Linked DNA regions of Pan troglodytes: regions 1 and 3 are each linked to region 2. A link is a contact called in public Hi-C data. All regions are on one chromosome and are shown on one strand. The core of a region is the stretch at or near the end of the contact, and the rest is flanking DNA. Distances in the headings are between cores, read along the strand shown.

What was found. A called contact is a pair of places that touch in the nucleus more often than the background predicts.
Region 1: a contact with region 2 is called in a Hi-C map of stem cell-derived neural progenitor cells, with 14 times the contacts expected there. The contact joins two enhancer-like sites. A contact is called at or near these places in 4 of 7 Hi-C or Micro-C datasets (blood, induced pluripotent stem cells, a lymphoblastoid cell line and 1 more) and 1 of 1 other capture datasets (stem cell-derived neural stem cells).
Region 3: a Hi-C map of stem cell-derived neural progenitor cells shows a contact between it and region 2, with 4 times the contacts expected there. The contact joins the promoter of NCOA2 here to the enhancer-like site in region 2. A contact is called at or near these places in 2 of 7 Hi-C or Micro-C datasets (blood and stem cell-derived neural progenitor cells) and 1 of 1 datasets of contacts at active chromatin or transcription factors (stem cell-derived excitatory neurons).

Annotation. Positions count from the first base shown.
Region 1 is chr7:79,167,742-79,170,441 of NHGRI_mPanTro3-v2.0_pri, forward strand. No RefSeq gene overlaps it. Among named protein-coding and RNA genes, the nearest start is that of TRAM1, 77 kb to the right of the region's middle. Within about 2 kb of position 1,355, at least 1 of the 24 cell types and tissues checked has an H3K27ac peak or open chromatin away from gene starts, as enhancers often do. A contact at or near this core is called in stem cell-derived neural progenitor cells, where this site is marked.
Region 2 is chr7:78,782,723-78,785,443 of NHGRI_mPanTro3-v2.0_pri, forward strand. NCOA2 (nuclear receptor coactivator 2) reads right to left here. Exons shown (of 23, transcript XM_054656809.2): 12 at 1,175-1,385. Among named protein-coding and RNA genes, the nearest start is that of PRDM14, 73 kb to the left of the region's middle. Within about 2 kb of position 1,264, at least 9 of the 24 cell types and tissues checked have an H3K27ac peak or open chromatin away from gene starts, as enhancers often do. A contact at or near this core is called in stem cell-derived neural progenitor cells, where this site is marked.
Region 3 is chr7:79,040,861-79,043,560 of NHGRI_mPanTro3-v2.0_pri, forward strand. It overlaps NCOA2 (nuclear receptor coactivator 2), which reads right to left and starts at 1,450. Exons shown (of 23, transcript XM_054656809.2): 1 at 1,241-1,450.

The sequences.
Region 1 (2,700 bases), core at 105-2,604, 390 kb after region 2:
AATCTGGTCTTTGAACTAACATCTTCGTATATAATCTGGACCATGGAATAGAAAAATGCCCCTACTTTTGTAAGAGATGCTGGGTGGGAGAAAAATTGGCTGAGAATCTATAAGTCTTCTTTGATAATTTATGGTTGAATTTATGATGATGCAGAAATAAAAGACAAGATGACTGTGTTTAGGAAAATGGAATCTCATTGGTTCTGGGAGACAACTAGTGAATGCCAAGATTTCTCTCCAGTTCTTTCCTTGGGAGCACACATCCCTCGGAATTAGTCACATCCATGTTACTTGCTTTAGCTAACGAAATGTTGGCATAACAATGGGTATCGCTTTAAAAAAATTTTTTTAGCTTTTTTTGTTGTTAACTTTAGCAACCCTATTAACTGAACAACGGGTATCACTTCTACTTGTATTAAATATGTATAAAACTTCTCCATTTTCCATGAACCCTGAAGCCTTCTGTTGATTTCACACAGTGGTAGAACTTTTGTCAACCTGGGCCACCTGGACTCTGATGATCAGAACCCCTCCGCCAATTAGTGTGGGAAATGTAGTGTGAATATGAAAAATAATGTGGCTGGGCATGGTGGGTCACATCTGTAATCCCAGTACTTTGGGAGGCCAAGTGGGGAGGATTGCTTCAGTCCAGGATTTCGAGGCCAGCCTTGGAAACATAGCAAGCCCCATCTCCCAAATACATATATAATTAAAAAATTAGCTGGATGTGGTGGTGCACGTATGTAGTCCCAGCTACTTGGGAGGCTGAGGTGGGAGGATGGCTTGAACCCAGGAGGTGGAGGCTGCAATGAGCCGAGATTGCACCACTGCACTGCAGCCTGGGCAACAGAGTGAGACCCCTTCTCGAAAACAAAACAAAACAAAAAACTACCCCAGACTATTGTTCTACGCCGCTGAGATTTGCTGATTTGTTTACTGCAGCATATTTTAGCTTAATCTGACTAATGCACTGGTCAATAAGAAATATGCATGGGAAACATAACTCAAACCCTGAAATATCATAAAACCGGAAGATCTCAGGGGGCTAGAGTCATCAGAGAAGGCAATCCTGGTCAACTGGAATAATGGGACATAAACTGGATGGGGTTCAGTAGAGAAAAATTCAGGGTTATGCACTTGGAGTTGAAAAGTGAACATGTTCAAAGGCAAGGTGCCAACTACTCAAAGGCAGTTGGCTGGAAAATTGGAAGTATAGCTTTAGTGGACAGCCAGTTGACCGGGAAGAATTGTCACAATCCTGCAGTTCTGTTGATTGAAAAAAATGCAAGCAGAGAACTGTAGCAAATGAAAAGCATGTCTGTATCATGAGGTAATTGTTACATTGCTCTCTGTACTGTCCAGAGCTGTAACAGAGAGCTGGGGCTGGCTCCCGGCTCCATAGTTCAACGGGAATTGAGAGAATGTGGAGAGTTCAGAGCTAAAGCAGAATAGTCATCCTGTGACCAGCAAACAAGGGCTAAAAGACCTAGGATTATTTAGCCTAGAGAGGAGATGCATCAGAGGTGAATTAAGAAGTGCCAGCATTGGACTTAAACTTCAGAACAGCCATTGCATGGAGGATGATGACTGTTTTTTCCCTCTGTTGCCAAGGACACAAAAAGAATGGGCTCATTAAAGTTAAACAAAAGGAAGAATTTCCTGATGCCTAGGGTTGTTTGATACCAGATAGGGTTGGAGATTTTTCTTTGGAGGACTTTGCAAAATCAATATTCTTTTAAATGCAGTAGATTGGCTCTTTCCTGAAGTAAAGGGAGGGAAGGCTGGCAGTCTCCTTTCTACCGTGACCAGGATGGCAGTGGATGATGTTCACTGTGGGACACACTCGATGTGCATACTAAACTAACGTTTTGCACAACTCCCAGCATCCTACGGGCAGCTGTGTTCCTTTCCTTCTTCTCAAGAAAACATATTAGGAAACAAGAGCTACTTGTTGGTGATTAGGATAACCTCAACTCCTCTTTTTTAAAAAGGTAAATGTTTTGTAAATGTCAGTCTTTTAACTATTGCTTGTAAAAATAACTAAATAGCTTGTGATATAATCAGTCAACATTTTTTTTTTGAGATGGAGTCTCACTCTGTTGCCCAGGCTGGAGTGCAGTGGCACAATCTCGGCTCACTGCAACCTCTGCCTCCCGGGTTCAAGCAGTTCTCCTGCCTCAACCTCCTGAGTAGCCAAGATTACAGACGTGCACCACCATGCCCGGCTAATTTTTGCATTTTTAGTAGAGACAGGGTTTCACCATGTTGCCCAGGCTGGTGTCGAACTCCTGACCTCAGGTGATCCTCCTACCTCAGCCTCCCAAAGTGCTAGGATTATAGGTGTGAGCCACCACACCCCACCCCATTCAACATTTCTTTAACAGATAATTCTTGAGTGAGGGGTGTGTGTGTTTGTGTTGGGAGATGTGTAAGGCTGAACCAATTCCTAGTGATGAATGCTGTTATACAGGAAATGTGGCATGCCCTGAGACCCAAGAGAAGGGCTGATAAGCCTGTACCTAGAAGGTATGTGCAAGCTGAGATGCATAGGGTGAGTGGGAGAAAGTTGGCCAACAGGAGACACAGCCGGAAGGCAGGTGGAGCTATGTGTGTGAGGCTTGGAGGCTGGAGGCATATGGAGAAATCAAGAAGTGGAAAGATCTCTGAATATAGATGCTATCATCAGGGCAGAGTGGGAGT
Region 2 (2,721 bases), core at 14-2,513:
TTTTGAGAGGTCACATGCAAATCTTTCGTGTGTGTGTGTGTGTGTGTGTGTGTGTGTGTGTGTGTTCTGAGATGGAGTTTCGCTCTGTCGCCCAGGCTGGAGTACAGCAGCGCAATCTTGGACCACTGCAACCTCCGCCTCCCGGGTTCAACCAATTCTCCTGCCTCAGCCTCCCGAGTAGCTGGGATTACAGGCGCCCACCACCACGCCCGGCCCAAACTCATCTTTCTTTTGTTTTTCCTATTTCAGAATGGTCAGAAATCACTTGAGAAAAGACCTAGCAATGAAAGATGTTCTATGATTTGACTGATGGTTGCCATTTTTGATCTGAGAACAAATGCCAGGTATTGGCTCAAATTGTATCTGAAAAGGAAAAATCACTCTGTTTTGCCAATTTAACGCTGAAGAGGTTATCTATCTTTCATAAATTATGGCCTTGCTACATAACAAATACTTTCTTCCATTCAAGATTATCAGACAACTTCAGGTATTAATCAAGTTTGTAAACTGAGTGTTCATAGTAAACAAGTTTATCCTAAGCTTACAAAACTTTAAAATGAAAAGATAAAAGATGTTTTTTCTAAACAGACAACTTAACTTAGAATACATTTAGAAACGTAAAGTTCCACGTCAAGTGATGTTTATATGAAGATTCCTGAGATAGGGCAAGATTTTTAATGTATGTAGCCCTTTCATGTATAAATACTTTTAGTAGAATATTTTATTATTTTTTTTTAAATTTATTTTTTGTTACTACCAGCTGAGCAGTTTGGGAGAGTAGAATATTTTTAAATAGTGTATTATCCCTAAAAAGTCAGCATAGCTCCCAAATGTTATATATTTCAGTATTTCATTGTCTATTAAACACATAAAATCCAGGATAAACTCCATGTCTGAAGGCAGTCACTGAAATGAAGGGAAATATGACAATCAGTTGAAGAACTTCATCAATGTAGGTCAGTCTCCCTGTCCAGTGCCGATTAAATTAACCCACAAGAGAATGTGAGAGAACCATTTTGAATATTGTTTCAAAAGACCAGGACAGTAGATGGTGCTATTTGATCACAAAAACCTTAAAGTGACTAAGCTGGTTGCATCAGACTTCAATAATCCCTGTTTCTGATAGTGATTATATGGAAATTTCTTGGCATAACCAGCCATTTCTCATACTCACTGCTCTGTGAAATTCGCAGTGCTGTTTTCTGGGCTCCAACAGGTGTGACAGGGCTGTTTTCAGCTGTGAGTTGCATGAGGTCATTGATGATGGCTTGCTTGTCAACTGATCCAGCAGGGGCGCCTGGCCTCGTGTCTGGGAAAAGCTGTGGTAATTGACTATTCTGCAAATCATCCAAAATCTCCTCCAAGTTGTCCAGCTCACTGCCAGGCTGTAGTTGACAAACAGAAGAGTTTATCCAGTCTACTCTAAGAGTAGACACCACAAGCCCATTTGCAATCATTGACCTAACTGCCATAAGGCACCACAGCCAAATAAAATAGGTAGATTCCTGCATACCACAGGCCTAACAGATAATTGATCATCTTTTAAAAAATTAGGTTAACAAAGGACAAGTAATTTAATCTCTTGGTCCTCAATTTCCTCATCTATAAAAAGAGATGGCTGAATTAGAAAGAAAGCTCTCTTCCAGCATTGTGATTTATTGGCAATTTATAAATTCTCCTTTATTTTATGCTTATCATTCAATTAATCATAAGAATATATATTTCCAATTAATTATGAATAGACTATGACTTTGGTCCAGGTCTAGGTTTTATCGTCAAAACTCCCTAAGAAATAACAACAACAAAAAACTGGCATATAATGTAATCCAAATTTGCACCCAATCAGTATTTAACAAACAGTCATTTCCCTTCAGGATTTTTTTTTTTTAATCTTTAAAAGAACACAGGGGTGGGGAGAGAGAAGCAAAATAAGCTTGAAGCATCCATGAACTAAGCACTGCCTTTTCAATTTGAGTAGTCCTTTTTTTCTGCTTGGACTTTCAATTTTGAATGACAATGGCTTTCCCAGTCTTTTGCCAGCTTAGGTAACAAAGGTAGGGAAGCAGGATAAAAACTGGTTGCCCCCCAAACATAGCACTATTAACCTAATTATACGGAAGCTATAAAAATGTTTTTTTTTTTTTTTTTTTTTCTGAGAAAGGGTCTTGCTCTGTCACCCAGACTGGTGAGCAGTAGCGCAAACACTCATCCCTGTAGTCTTGATCTCCTGGGCTCAAGTGATCCTGCCACCTGAGCCTCCTCAGTAGCTGGGACCACAGGCATGCACCACCACCACCATGTCTGGCTAATTTTTTGATTTTTTTTTTTTTTTTAGAGATGGGGGTCTCATTTTGTTGCCCAGGCTGGTCTCTGAGCTCAAGCAATCCTCCTGCCTCAGCTTCCCAAAGTGCTGGGATTACAGGAGAGTGCCACCGTGCCTGTCTACAGAAGCCATAAAAAATGTTTTTAAGTTTTCTCTTCCATTAAAAAAAAAAAAAACAAAATTCAAGCACTAACATAAGCTAAGTATCACCACTATTTCACACTTAGCACTTTTCTGCTAGGAAGCTAAACTGGAATTTATTCTAGATTTTACAGATATTCTTTTAAATATAACCTATCTATGTGCCAGATATTTAAAATCAGATAGTGCATGCTAGGATTGCTTTCTAGTGCAGAAAGTAGTACGAACGATTTTCTTGATGTGTAAGTGGAAAACGT
Region 3 (2,700 bases), core at 200-2,699, 260 kb after region 2:
CCCGGCCCCAGCGCGCCTCCTGCATACACGCCCGCACCCAGAAAGTTCAGTCAGGGGCGAGCCCGGCTCGGCGCCGCCGGGGCCCGGCCCCCGGCTCCCCGCCCCCACCACGGCCCGGCCTGCTCGGCCCCAGCGCGCCGCCCGCCCCGCCCGCCGCAGCTCCTTCCCGTCCGCCCGCGGTGCTCGGCGCCCCTCGCCCCCCACCCCCGGGGCTGACACGGGCCCGGGCCACCCGCCGGGCCGCGGCTCCCCTTCCCCGCCCCGCGCTGCAGCTCGCCGGCCGCCCCGACACCCCGCTTCACCTTCACACACCCCCAGCACTTCCCGAGTCCTGCCTCCCCTCGCCCGGCTCCCACTCTCCGCTGCAGCCGCTCCGCGCTTCCATTAAAGAATGCACCTTCCCGGGATTCACCTTCTCGGCTCTGCCGCGCTGCCCCCGAGGGGTTAGAGCCTCGGTCTCCGCCGACCCCGCACCGGGCTGGGCAAGGGGCACTCGCTCCTCGGGGCGGGGGCCGCGCCCGCACCCCCGGCCTCCCCGCCGCGCCTCGGCGCTCACCTCTCGCCCGCGCCGCGGGCTGCAGCCTCCGCCCGCCTCGCGCTCCGGGACTCGTCTCCTGAGCTCTCGCAAGGCGCTGGAGCGCCTCCTTTCTCTCCCGGGGACTCCGCGTCTCCCCGTCGCTTCCCGCCCTCCCCACCCCCAAGCCCCAACTCCCCAGCGTCGCTGCGCCTCCGGGATGCAACTCCCGTTTTCCGCGCACTCCGGCGGCGGTCCCCGCACACAAAAACAGCCTCTCGGAAGCGCACGGCTCTGTCGGAGCTCGGCGCAGGAAGGGCAGTCGCGGCCGGGGGGTGGGGACGCGGCGCCCCCCGCCTGCCGCCCGCCCCCCGCCCGCCCTCGCGGCCCCGGGGGAAGGCACGGTTACCGGCTCGGGTCGGTCACGCCGTCAGGTGCCGGCTGCCGTCGGCGCTGACCTTCGCCGCCGAAGCTGTAGCCGAGGCTGCGGCCGCCATGTTCCCGTGTTAATAACTGCTGCCTGGTTGTTTATTTCAATGGAGATCCTCCCCCAACTCCCTCCTCCTCCTCCTCCTCCTCCGCGTCTCCGCACTTGCGGAGAGACAGACCGCGCGAGCTCGCGAGCAGGGGAGGGGGCTCGGGAGCCAGGCCGTCCCTCCCTCTGCCTCCCCGGCAGTGGCCGCCGCCAAGTCCTGTCACCGGGAAAAGGACGGGGCGGAAACTTGCCTCTCGCGCCCCCGAGGAAGGGGCAAAGGTGGACGCAGGGTTGTCCGGGGAGCAGCCCCTGGCCGCGGGGTCCGCAGCATCTCCGTCGGCAGAGTCCTCTGAGAAGGCGGCCCGGGGAGAGGTGAAGAAGAGTAAGGGGAGAGGTGAAGAAGAGTAAGGGGACAGGGGACAAAATGGGTGACTGTGGTAGAGGGAGGGTGACCTAGAGGTGACTGGAACTGAAGAGAGAGTCAACAGAGGACTGCATGGGAGGGCAAAGGGCAATGCCAAAAAGAAGACTAGCGACTGGGACGGGCCTGGGCCGCTGAGTTAGAGGCAGTGGGGCCTGGGGGCTGCAGACAGCAGGGACGGTGCCCCAAGACGAAGATCGGGGAGAGCCGAGTTCCAGGGTCGCCAGCAGAGGACCCTCGCGCCCGTCCGGCCGGACCCTTCGGCCAGCACCCTGCACCCCCTCGGGCGCACCTCACCCTACCCAACTCCCGGTCCTGCCGCTGCTCCCCGGAGGCGCCCCGCATCCGTCAAGTCCCCTACGGCTCCAACAGGGAGAGGCTTCTCCCATTGCAGTCCTAGCTCCAGAGGGGATATGGAGAGGCGCGACTGTGGGAGCTGGAAGGGGCACCACCCGGCAATTGCGGGATAAAGCAAATGCTGCACACAGAGTGTGAAACTTAACCTGGTTGAGAATTTTCGGCACATCATGAAATCATAAGTTTATATTGGAAAGTCCATTCTCTAGACATCCGTGAACAAAGTACTGAGGGGACGTAGGAGATTGGCACTGAAAATGCGAGAACCCCCATTTAAGTGTTACTTAGACCAATCTGTTTTACGCTTTGGAAAAGCAAGTTTTTTTTTCCAACTTATACGGTAATTAGTTGAAAAAAAAAACTTTTGTTTAATGGCAGTTATCAAACTATGAGAGGAACATATTCCCTGATTTTAATCTTATAATGAGAAAGGTCACTTGCGGTAGACAATAAGAGTGTTTATTGAACACTTACTGTGAATCTGACTGTGCTAGGTGATGTATATATGCTATAGGCCTTAATCCTCAAACCTTCCGAAGTCATTGCCGCTTTTCACTTCACACAAAAAATTGAAGCTTAAAGTAATTTGCCCAGGGTCACAGCCAGTAGTTGGAGAGGATGTGAGCCCAGTTCTGGTGAGCTCCAAAGCCCATGCTTTTAAATATGTCTTCATCCTAAAATTTGTGGGTGTACCGCCAATTTTATTTGGGAAAAGAATTAAAAAAAATGGGTGTGTGTGTCTGTGTGTGTTTGTGAATAGAAAATGCTTGGAAGCCTATAACAACAAATGTTAGCGCTGGGGAGTGTAAGAAGTGGGTGATGAGGCACTTCCAGTTTTTATTTTGCACACCTATCTAATGTTTGAAATGTTTGCATTGACTATGTATTAATGTATATTTTTAAAGTTTTTTTTTGTTTGTTTGTTTGTTTGTT